2 separate regions of the Mus musculus genome follow, and region 2 is linked to region 1. The links are chromatin contacts, called in public promoter capture Hi-C maps. All regions are on one chromosome and are shown on one strand. Each heading gives the region's core, a stretch centred on a gene start, on an enhancer-like site or on the middle of the called end of the contact. The rest is flanking DNA. Distances are from core to core; before and after follow the strand shown.

What was found. Promoter capture Hi-C pulls out the DNA fragments that hold promoters and counts their contacts.
Region 2: a promoter capture Hi-C map of hippocampal neurons shows a contact between it and region 1, with 4 times the contacts expected there. The contact joins the enhancer-like site here to the promoter of Prkd1 in region 1. A contact is called at or near these places in 7 of 39 promoter capture datasets (cranial neural crest, frontonasal cranial neural crest, hippocampal neurons and 3 more), 3 of 484 Hi-C or Micro-C datasets (cerebral cortex, cortical neurons and embryonic somatosensory cortex) and 1 of 115 datasets of contacts at active chromatin or transcription factors (embryonic forebrain).

Annotation. Positions count from the first base shown.
Region 1 is chr12:50,646,510-50,651,165 of GRCm38.p6, forward strand. It overlaps Prkd1 (protein kinase D1), which reads right to left and starts at 2,740. Exons shown (of 19, transcript NM_008858.4): 1 at 2,207-2,740. The coding sequence starts at 2,464.
Region 2 is chr12:51,187,080-51,192,096 of GRCm38.p6, forward strand. No RefSeq gene overlaps it. Among named protein-coding and RNA genes, the nearest start is that of Gm34745, 33 kb to the left of the region's middle. Within about 2 kb of position 1,317, at least 15 of the 459 cell types and tissues checked have an H3K27ac peak or open chromatin away from gene starts, as enhancers often do. A contact at or near this core is called in cortical neurons and hippocampal neurons, where this site is marked.

The DNA.
Region 1 (4,656 bases), core at 1,490-3,989:
ACGACAGATAATAGAATAACTGACAAGGCACACTGTCTAGACCCGTGACTTAGGGACTTATAATATTTGCTAAAATTCACATTTCAAAATAACTCAACTTGCCATACCCATAAAAACAAAAGGATATGGCTGTCCCAGGAAAACTTTTCAAACTTTTCTTTTGGTGAAGAACTGCATAATAAGCAGGATACATACAGGATTCCCTTAGAACACACAGTGGGGCTGGCTCCCTGCTCTCCAGCCTTCCTCCAGCTCCTCCCCTCATCCCCACCCCCAGATCTTGGCTCAGGTCTACACAGCACAACACTTGACTGCATTCCAGTTTTCTTTCTGCCATTACATTTTGGCCATTCTAAAACACCCTCCACAAAGCTAATGTGGATCTCAGATACGTGCGGTATGGATATCTCTCTTTTGAGAAGATTACCGAGTTTTCGGTTTTTTTGTTTTTTTACAATGTAAGTTCCTAATCATCTCAAGACTTTTTTTCCTAAGTGAACCTTCTGTGTATCTACTACTGAGGCTGTCCCAGCCTGCTTTGCCCTGCATGTCCTCTTGCTTGCACTTCTCCTGGGTACTGATAACACTCCCAGGCAGCAACCCAGAGTCAACTGTAAAATTCACTGTATCCAAACCCCAACCCAAACCTCTTGAATCATATTCCCCACTCAAAACCTCAAGGACAGACCAGAAACACAGAAACACACAGAGTTTAAGCAGGTCAAAACAAAGTTTGTATTAACTTAGCCCTTTTGGGATATTCTAACACTACACCATCTTCTTTAGAACTTACAGTTAGATTGTTGTTATAGTACCGAAGGGACTTTCTGAATAATTTCATTACATGTGTTGTGTATGCCTGTGTGGCAGTGCTTTTTAATTAATTAATCCATATCATAACAGAAATATTTGAAGGCTATACAGTGAGGCAGTCAGAGCCTAGAATACTTGCATAATTCACCATCCTGGGGGAGGGGGCGGCTGGATTCAGTACTTCAAGGGAACTACAAAGAGTTCAATTATATAACGAAAAAATATCACTCCCTTTAATTAACAAAACTTCAAGGCACTCACTGTTACTTGAGTCTGACCTCTAGAATTTTCACTTCCTGCATTAGTGGGTGCTTCCCCAGAGCAACTCCCTAGACCTCTGTACTCAGCACCACTATTTACACCGCTCAAAAAGCGTAAGACACGTTGTTCCAAACAGTTTAAGAAAATCCGCTCTTGACTGTTCATTAAAGGGTGAGAACTAGCCAGTCAGCCCTCCAGAGTTGAAAGTCAGCACCTTTAGCTAACTCCTCTATCTCTCTCTCCTCCCCCAGAACCCTGGCAGTCCATACTGTGAAGGAGTGGCACCAAGGGCCCTTCCCCCTTACATGAAGCATCCTTCTGGATGGCTGTGGAGATAACCTAACTTCAAAAGTGCACTGGAAACAATGATGGGTGGCCTAGCCCAGCTTTATGGGCCTCTCCCCAGCCAGTCTTTGATGACCACTATCCAAAGTCCCATAGCCTCAAACTTAAGAGCAAAGCCAGCACTGGATGTTCTTGGAACCACAGACCTTCTCACTACTCCAGTCTCCCAAGATCAGTGCATGGAAATTTAAGCCAAAAAACGCTGTAAATTTCAGGTTTTATTGTTGGAAAATGTTTCTAAGCTCGCACAGTGGTAGTACTAAATCCAGGGCGGACTTGGGTAGTGGTACCAACTCCTCGGTTGTTTTCACAGCTGGCTTAATCAATCACCCTTTCTTAAAAGCACTATTGGCAGGTGAGAAATTCCTGGCGTCCAGGTCACACCCGGAACTCCTCAGCATCAATTAGAGCTGAAAGAGGATGTAGTGGAAGGGAGTGGGGCTGAAAAAGCTCTGGGCTGTCCCAAGGGATCTCTGGCGCTGGAAAGCGGATCTGGTACCAGGTAGGCTCTGGTCCAGGGAAAAAGAGTCAGGACAGCCAGGAAACCTCAAGAATACGCCGGAGCGCGAGGAGAAAAGTGCAAGATTCCTTGAACTGTCATCGCAAGAAGGGAGGTAAAGGAGGTGAGAAGGCAGGCGTGCCAGAGAAGGAGCAGGAGGTCAGCCCCCAGGAAGACTGCGCGGCAGGCAGAGCAGTGCCTGGGGCTAGGGCATGCAGTCCGGCCACAGCCAGGCTGTACGGCGCAGGCGAGGTCGGCTGCAAAGTTGGTGGACCCGGGGCACCTTACCTTCTGGTCCACGATGGAACAAGCCATCTCCCGGACATGCGCCAGGCTGTAGTCGCCAGAGGAGTCCTGCAGGAGCAGCACCGGCTCGCGGCTCAGGCCGATCTGCAGATGGAACGAGATGCCCCCCGCCGGGGCGGCCCCAGGCGCCGGGAAGGGCGCGGGCCCGGAGCCTGGGACCAGCGCAGCGGCGGCAGCAGCCACGGCGGCCGCGGCGGGCAGGAGCGGGCTAGGCGGTCGCAGCAGCGGAGGGACGCTCATCGCGCCAGTGAGCCCCAAAGTTTGGCGGACGTGGGGCGCGGCGCCGCTGCCTGCGGCGGCGGAGAAGAACCACCAAACTTTCCGGGAAAGTCCGCGCGCGGGGACAGGGCGCGCGACCGGAGCTGGTGAGGGCGGGAGCCGCGAAGATGGCCGAGCGGAGCCGGGGCCGGCGGGCGGGCAGGCGAGCAGGCGGGCGCGCGGCAGCGCGGGGGAGGCGCCCAGCTACTGCGGCCGCGGCGCGCTCCGCTCCGGGGACCACGGCGGGTCCGCGCGACCGGCGCCGGCGGGGCGGGGCGGGGCGAGGGCGGCGCCGCGGAGCCGACGAGGGGAACCGGAGCCCGACGGGGAGCCGCCCCCTGCGCGCAGCAGCCGCCCCAGCCCACTCGGCGGACTCTAAAGCCGCGGACCCGCCCATTCAGGGCAGTCCTGACCACCCCCTTCCAAGCGCCCGCACAGGAGTGGACCGGGAAACGCCAGCCTGGTAGAGCCCACCTAACGGGGGACTCCCTCTGGGAGCCCTCGAGTTTGTTAAAGGGCCAGTCAGCTGACCTCTTTAAAACCGTGTCTCTCTTGTAATAGCGGAGTCTGTATCCTTTCCATCAACCCCACCTGCTCCACCCACCGCCTTCTTAAGGGTCTAAATAGGGTTCTTGCTTTCTACTTTGTTTTGTGTTTGGAACTTCTGTGTTTCAGCCTCTTCAAAACTGTCAACCTTAACCTGGCTTTCTAGGAGCAATTCCAGCCCCACACCCACAGCACTAATTTTGATCTGATTATACTGGTGGCTGGGCAAAAAGAGGTGCTTCAGAGACAGTAGAGCCTGACTATATTTCTGTCCTTTCTATCGGGATGGGTTCTTTGCATCTGTAGATGTACAGGGACCCTATTTGGTTTAACAGGCTGCAATGATTGTTATCAGAGGCCTTCTGATAATTCTTAGTAAATTCTGAACAGGCTCCATCTTGGCAGCGCTTCTTCTCACTTTAGTTTCCCCAATGTGTCCTCTTACATGCACAAGCACACAAACCATTTTTGCATATTTTCGTTTGCAGTGTGTTAATTTTGTTTTGTTTTGGTTGGTTTGCTTGTTTGTCTGTTTTTGATTAATGGTTCTCTTCTGGACCAGAACATTGAGATGTGGTTTTCTACAGAGTTGTGTTGTATGTCAGTAATGGAATCTTGAAATTCCCACCTACATATAGTCAATTCACTATTCTAGAAAACTCTCTAAATTAATGGTACAAACGACTATTTGAGTAGACTGGATAGGGGTGTCGTTCCTAAGTTTACAGACTGCTTTAAAGGAACTAGTTTTACCTAAGCCATCTGTGCTTTCTAGCTATCATAGCTCTGAACACAGGACTTCTGTCCCAGAGTCTGCGGGCACTAGCTATCCACTTATGAAGTCAGACTATGTTCTTGCCATAACTGATTACATTGAAAATATAAAAGTAAGACAGTAAATGAAGTTAGTTCTGACAGCAACAATTGCCATAAATAACAGTAACACAGTGGTTAACAGCAGTAACCATGATCAAGAACATGAGGCTCAACACTTTGACCAGTGAAGAAAACAAATCTTTCCTGGGGTGTTTCCATTTGAGCCAAGGACTGGTTGATGGGAAGGACTGGTCTTAAGACAAGCTTAGGTAATGGTCTTCAAGTCATATAGCATGCAAAAGACCCCAAGAGAGGGCTTACTGCACTTGCTTAAGGCACAGAAGAAATGAGGCTGGAGGGCAAATAGGAACCAGTTCTTCAAAGCTGTGCTAAATTGTTTGTGGTTTATTCTCAATGCACCACTGAACCACTGGGAGGATTTCAACAAGCCAGTAGATGTGATTAACATGTTTTGAAGGAACATTCTTTGACTGTTATGCAGGAAGCAAATCGCAAGCGAAAGGAATAAAAGCAGGGGCAGTAGGTTAGGGACCCTAGCTGTTGCCCCTCCCTCTACAGGATCATCATGATGGTAGTGGAGGTGCTGAGAAACAAGAGGCTAGAGTTCTTAATGTGGAGGCAGGATGGAGACCCTGCTGTTTACGCAGATTCTCCAATGGTAGGGAAATAGAAGTGTCACCAAGGACTCTATGGTTTTTTGAGAAATGTGTGTGATTCTCTGCTGCTAATAATTGAGACAGAAAACAGAAAAGAAGCAGGTTGGGGAGAAGGACGATTCATTCTCTAAGCAT
Region 2 (5,017 bases), core at 67-2,566, 540 kb after region 1:
CTTATTTTCCTAGTGCTTAAAATTCATAGTTTCTGCACAAAATAAAGTAAAGATGGCATTTGTTATACTAACCTCACTAGAGTCAGACTAGTGGAAGTTAAAAATCCCCGGTGACGTGTAGACTTATTTGCTTTGGGTTGGTAGCATCTGAAATATAATGATCGGTACCACGATCTCTTTTAAAAATGTCTCATAAACTGAGATGTGTGGGCTGCTGGGTTGGTTTAGTTTCCTCCTTATTGTTAATGGTAGCTTTTTTCCCTGTAAATAAACTTAGTTAGACTTAATGATCCTTATTGCCTTTTAATTTCGTGCAGAGAATATGTCATAATAAATAAAAGTGATATAGAATGCTTATAATTAGACAATAGTCAAAAATCCTCAATACTGTGGATAAGACTTAACATGTGCGATTTATAATGGGTAACAATTGAAAACCTCTAGAAAACAACCAGGCCGGTTCAGTTATATTTTTGCTTAAAAGGCTATTGTGTGTTGGCCCCTTTTCCCATGGTGAAGCTTAAGGTGGATAACATGCCATGATTTCAACACTGAACTCCACAGTAGAGAGAAGTAGCAGGAGGGAATGCACAGACTTCTTTCCCAAAACCCACTGCCTAACTTAAACGCCTTTTGATTGGCTTCTCATTTTCGTTCTCAACAAAAATGATTGGAAACAAGCTGCCTTAAACCCTTCACTTTAGCTGTTAACAGAGCCAATCAGAAAAAAAGACCGGTTTTGAACCTACCCAGTAAATAGGTTCAAACGTTTAAAGACATGGCTCTCAGTTGCCCTTTGCTAAAGAGATGCCTTCTTCAGTTCCTCGAGAAGAGGTTATTGGTTTTGCTTCCTGAAGCACCAAATGAATTTTAAACTGCTTTGTAATAATTAACATGTTCCAGAAAGAATCCCAGTGCTATGTTTTGATTCATTATCCCAAGAGCTACAGATGCTGTGGCGGAAGCTGCGTTCAGCTCAAGGAAAACACTTCTCAGGAAGGAGTTTTGGGGTGCTGGCCTCTGTTTTTGCTATATATTATGTAAAAAAAAGTGCTTGGAATCAACTGGAAATAATCCTACATTTAAACAAGACTCTCGTGTCAATTTTCCCCTCCCAATCATATTAAGAAGTCAGTAAAATATGAATTACATAAAACCAAGGGATTCATGTAGCCCTCACCTGTTACATAAGAAGCAGAACATTATGTAATGTGCCTTTTCTTACTAATTCTTCAAATTCTGAATGCTTTGTGTGACACCAAAGAACACTGAATAATGGTGTTTAAATATTTTTAACTGTTTGAATATGCACAGGGCATCTACACTAATATTGCAAGTAGTTTGGTGACATCTAGTGGCAATAAATGGTGACTTGCAGCCAGAAATGTTCAGATACCACAGCAAAGGAGGCTGCTGGAACCATGAGAATATAGGCAAGCAAAGAAGAGATTTCTTGCCTTCTTGAAAAATTACTTCACACTTATGGCAACTACTATAAAAATGTTGATTGTATAATGCAGAATCTTCATAAAGCATTTAGAATGAACACACATGCACACACACACACATACGAAAACTGTAACACTTCCACCTACAAGAAACGACCATTCATATTAAACATTTTCTCTTCCTCACTTTGTATGTTTTGATGATCTTTCCCACTAAGTATGGAAATTCCCAGTATATAACCTTATAGCCTGGTTTGTAACCATACAGCTGTTTTTGCATGCCGCTTGTGTAACAATGAGAGCTCTGAGAGGACTTGCACTTCACGGCTGGATGCCATACATCGACACGTCCATGGCTTCTGTGTGACAACCCAGGACGGAGCAAGAGCACAGTTGCAGAGAGGGTCTTTCACTGCAGCAGTTTTTAAAGTACTACGTTGTTCAGACACATGACAAATGTGTGCTTTGCATTTATTGCTGTGTTAGTGGAGCCTAAAGACATGAGAAATGATGGGCCTAGACCTTACCACAGACTCAAGCATTCTAAGAAGGAAGAAGGAAGTGTATTTTAAATCACAGAGCTATGAGCAGTGTAAAGCATCTTACACTGGGTGTAGTTAGAATTTCTAGTAAAAGGAGGAGCAGTCGATCCTTAAATGAGAGATAACAGCTGGGTGGGAGTTGAGAGTAAGCAAGAACCAAAGGTACGCTGGGCATGGTGGTGCACACCTTTAATCCCAGCACCCGGAAGGCAGAGGCAGGCGGATTTCTGAGTTCGAGGCCAGCCTGGTCTACAAAGTGAGTTCCAAGACAGCCAGGGCTACACAGAGAAACCCTGTCTCGAAACAGACAAAAAAAAAAAAAAAAAACCACGAAGGTACTTTGCTAGAAGCAAGCCTGAGCAAAGTCAAGAATGGACTGGCATGATGTGGGCTGGTATCCCCCAGGGAAAGCCACAGCAATGGCCCATGTGACTGGAAGAGGAACAGAAGTAGATGGTGGAGGCTTACCAGCATAGTTAGAATATGCACTGAACATTCCTTTTTAAGGACTGCAACGTGATTACGTTAGCATCCTATAAAGTCGTGCTGAGGAAGTATAGCGCACAAATAACAGAGACCAGCTAGTGGGCTGCCACAGCATTCAAAGAATGAGGATGAGGCCCGAACCCCTAAATACTAAAGTTAGACAGAAAGCCGGAGATCCACAAGCTAAGAGAAGACAGACTAAAAGACTCAAATGTGCTGGTCAGCAGAAAGGGCGTGCCAAGGGGCATGTGGGCCTAGGCTGACTATGACTAGAGGGAAATCAGACAATGATTAACTTTGGAGAAATGTATATGAATTTTAAACTGCACACTGACAATGTGGTTCAATGTTAACCCAGCTTTAGTGCTCTTATTAACATATAAATGTGTGTGTGTATGTGTGTGTGTGTGTGTGTGTGTGTGTGTGTGTGTGTGTGTGTATACATGCATACATATATGGTCAAGTTATTAGGGACTTTCTTTAGCAGATGGGTCAAAATTAGTACATCTTCACCACCCCAATGCCAAAGAATGCTGGTACTGTGGGTAGGATGGTTAACATCTCTAATTGGCCCCTGTACAATACCAGGACTTAGGGGGTAAAAGGAGTGCTCAAAGGGTTAGAGACATAATCAAAGAGACTCAAAGGAAAACTAATTTTAGCTGTCACTGAGGTTTGTCTGTATCGTGTCATTAAGAAGACTAAATGACCTGCTGAACTGTGATACTGAGAATGCATTGCTACTGTGGAGAACGGCAAGATGATAGACTCAAGCTGTCTGATGACTCTGTGCCTGTGCCTACATACATACAAAGTGCAGGGGAGAGCTTAGAGGGGCCTGGATCCCCTGAGCAGTGATCCTATGTGCTGTCAGCATCAGCATGCACCGCCCTTGGCATGTGCTACAGCTGCCACTGACAGCGAGCTCAGCTAGGGATGACTGCTTTACAGACATTATTATCTCATTGGAATTCTCCCGAAAAGTCTCTGAGTTTGACCCTTTGATGCTTATGCAAGTTTACATCATTTACCCAGAGCCACTCAACCCATCGGCAGAGAAGCTTAGATTCAAACCGTGCTCTCCAACTCTAAACCTCTTTCTCTCACCATGGCCCTCCCTCACTTTGGCTCTGTTCATTTTTTTTTAACATACCAGGTTCTGTTTTGTTGTTGTTTAATACTTTGCAATGAACCGTGCATGCCTCTAGCTAAGTTATTAATATCAACATAGCTTTTTCTTCATTCTTCAGGCTTGTGGTTCCACAATTGACTTTGTAGTATCTCTTGTTTTGCTTCAGAGCAGATAGAGCTGGTATGTGAGAGACAGGTGGCAGCCAGTTGCTATGGCAATTGCCTGTCATTAATGATAAAGGGTAATTACTGCAGCAAATTTCTGTTTAGCTTGAAAATCTGACTTGCCCCCTCCCCACAGGGGGCACAACCCTTTATCCCCTCTCTACTCACAATGGTCTATCATGTGCCTGGACCACTTAGCATCTCTGCTAAGAGCTAGTGAAGCCTGACTTCTTAAAAACAGAAGAAAGACTAGATGAGTCACGTCTGAAAACAGCTCAGAAAGATTCACATTTCCCACATTTATTGACTGTCTAAACGTGCTTTCCCTTAATTAAAATTTGCCAAAAATACTACAACCCCACACCTTACCCATCCATAGACCAAGTTCAATGATTTTTTGAATGACAACAAGGCTTAATTACTAGACGGTCACAATATAAGAACAAATGACGTTTTCTAACTGACTTACAGAGCTATATTTAATGTTATATCATATATTTAGTGTTATAAGTTTTCCCCAACTCAGCTAGCAGCCCTTCACATTTAGTGTGCCAGAGGCACTGTGAGTGGAGGCTTTCTGTAGGAGTTCAAAATGGGAAAATTTTACCCATGTTAGGTTAGAGACTATGATAAATAAATATTGTCAGAAAATAAATGGCAAAATGAAAACCCAGAAACTGCAAAACAGAATAAAATTAAACACCTGTGTTGTTCCTCGTCTCCTTCCACCCCTGGCATCCAAATATGTCTCCTTCAGCTTCTTCTCAACCATAGTTCATAATCACTTTGCATGCCAGTGAGGAATCCCCAGGCCCTGTTCTCACAAACAAGTAATGGCAGTCCTATTACATAATTATCTTTTTCTTTTTCAAGTCCTCTCTTACATTTGATATCCAAGATATGGAGAAATGGGTGAGATTTGAATCAGAGATAATGTACTGTTCTAAGAACATAGAGTGTGTGCTTTTCCTGGAGACCAGTGTGTCAACACATCTAAAATTCTATTCCCTGAGCTGGGCTTGCTAATCAAGGCTGTGTGTTGCTCTAAGTTTTTGCACGTGGCCATGGAGTACTAAAATGGAGGACATTTAAGAGACTTGGGGTTGTGTAACAAATGTGGGAAGGGGAAAGATATGGTTGTATGGTTCACACCCAGAGCCTGGAGTGTAAAGAGAACGCTTGTCACCTAGGAGCAAGGAAGCATTCGATTTTTTATCAAGGCGGGATAATGCTTTTTCGTCTTGA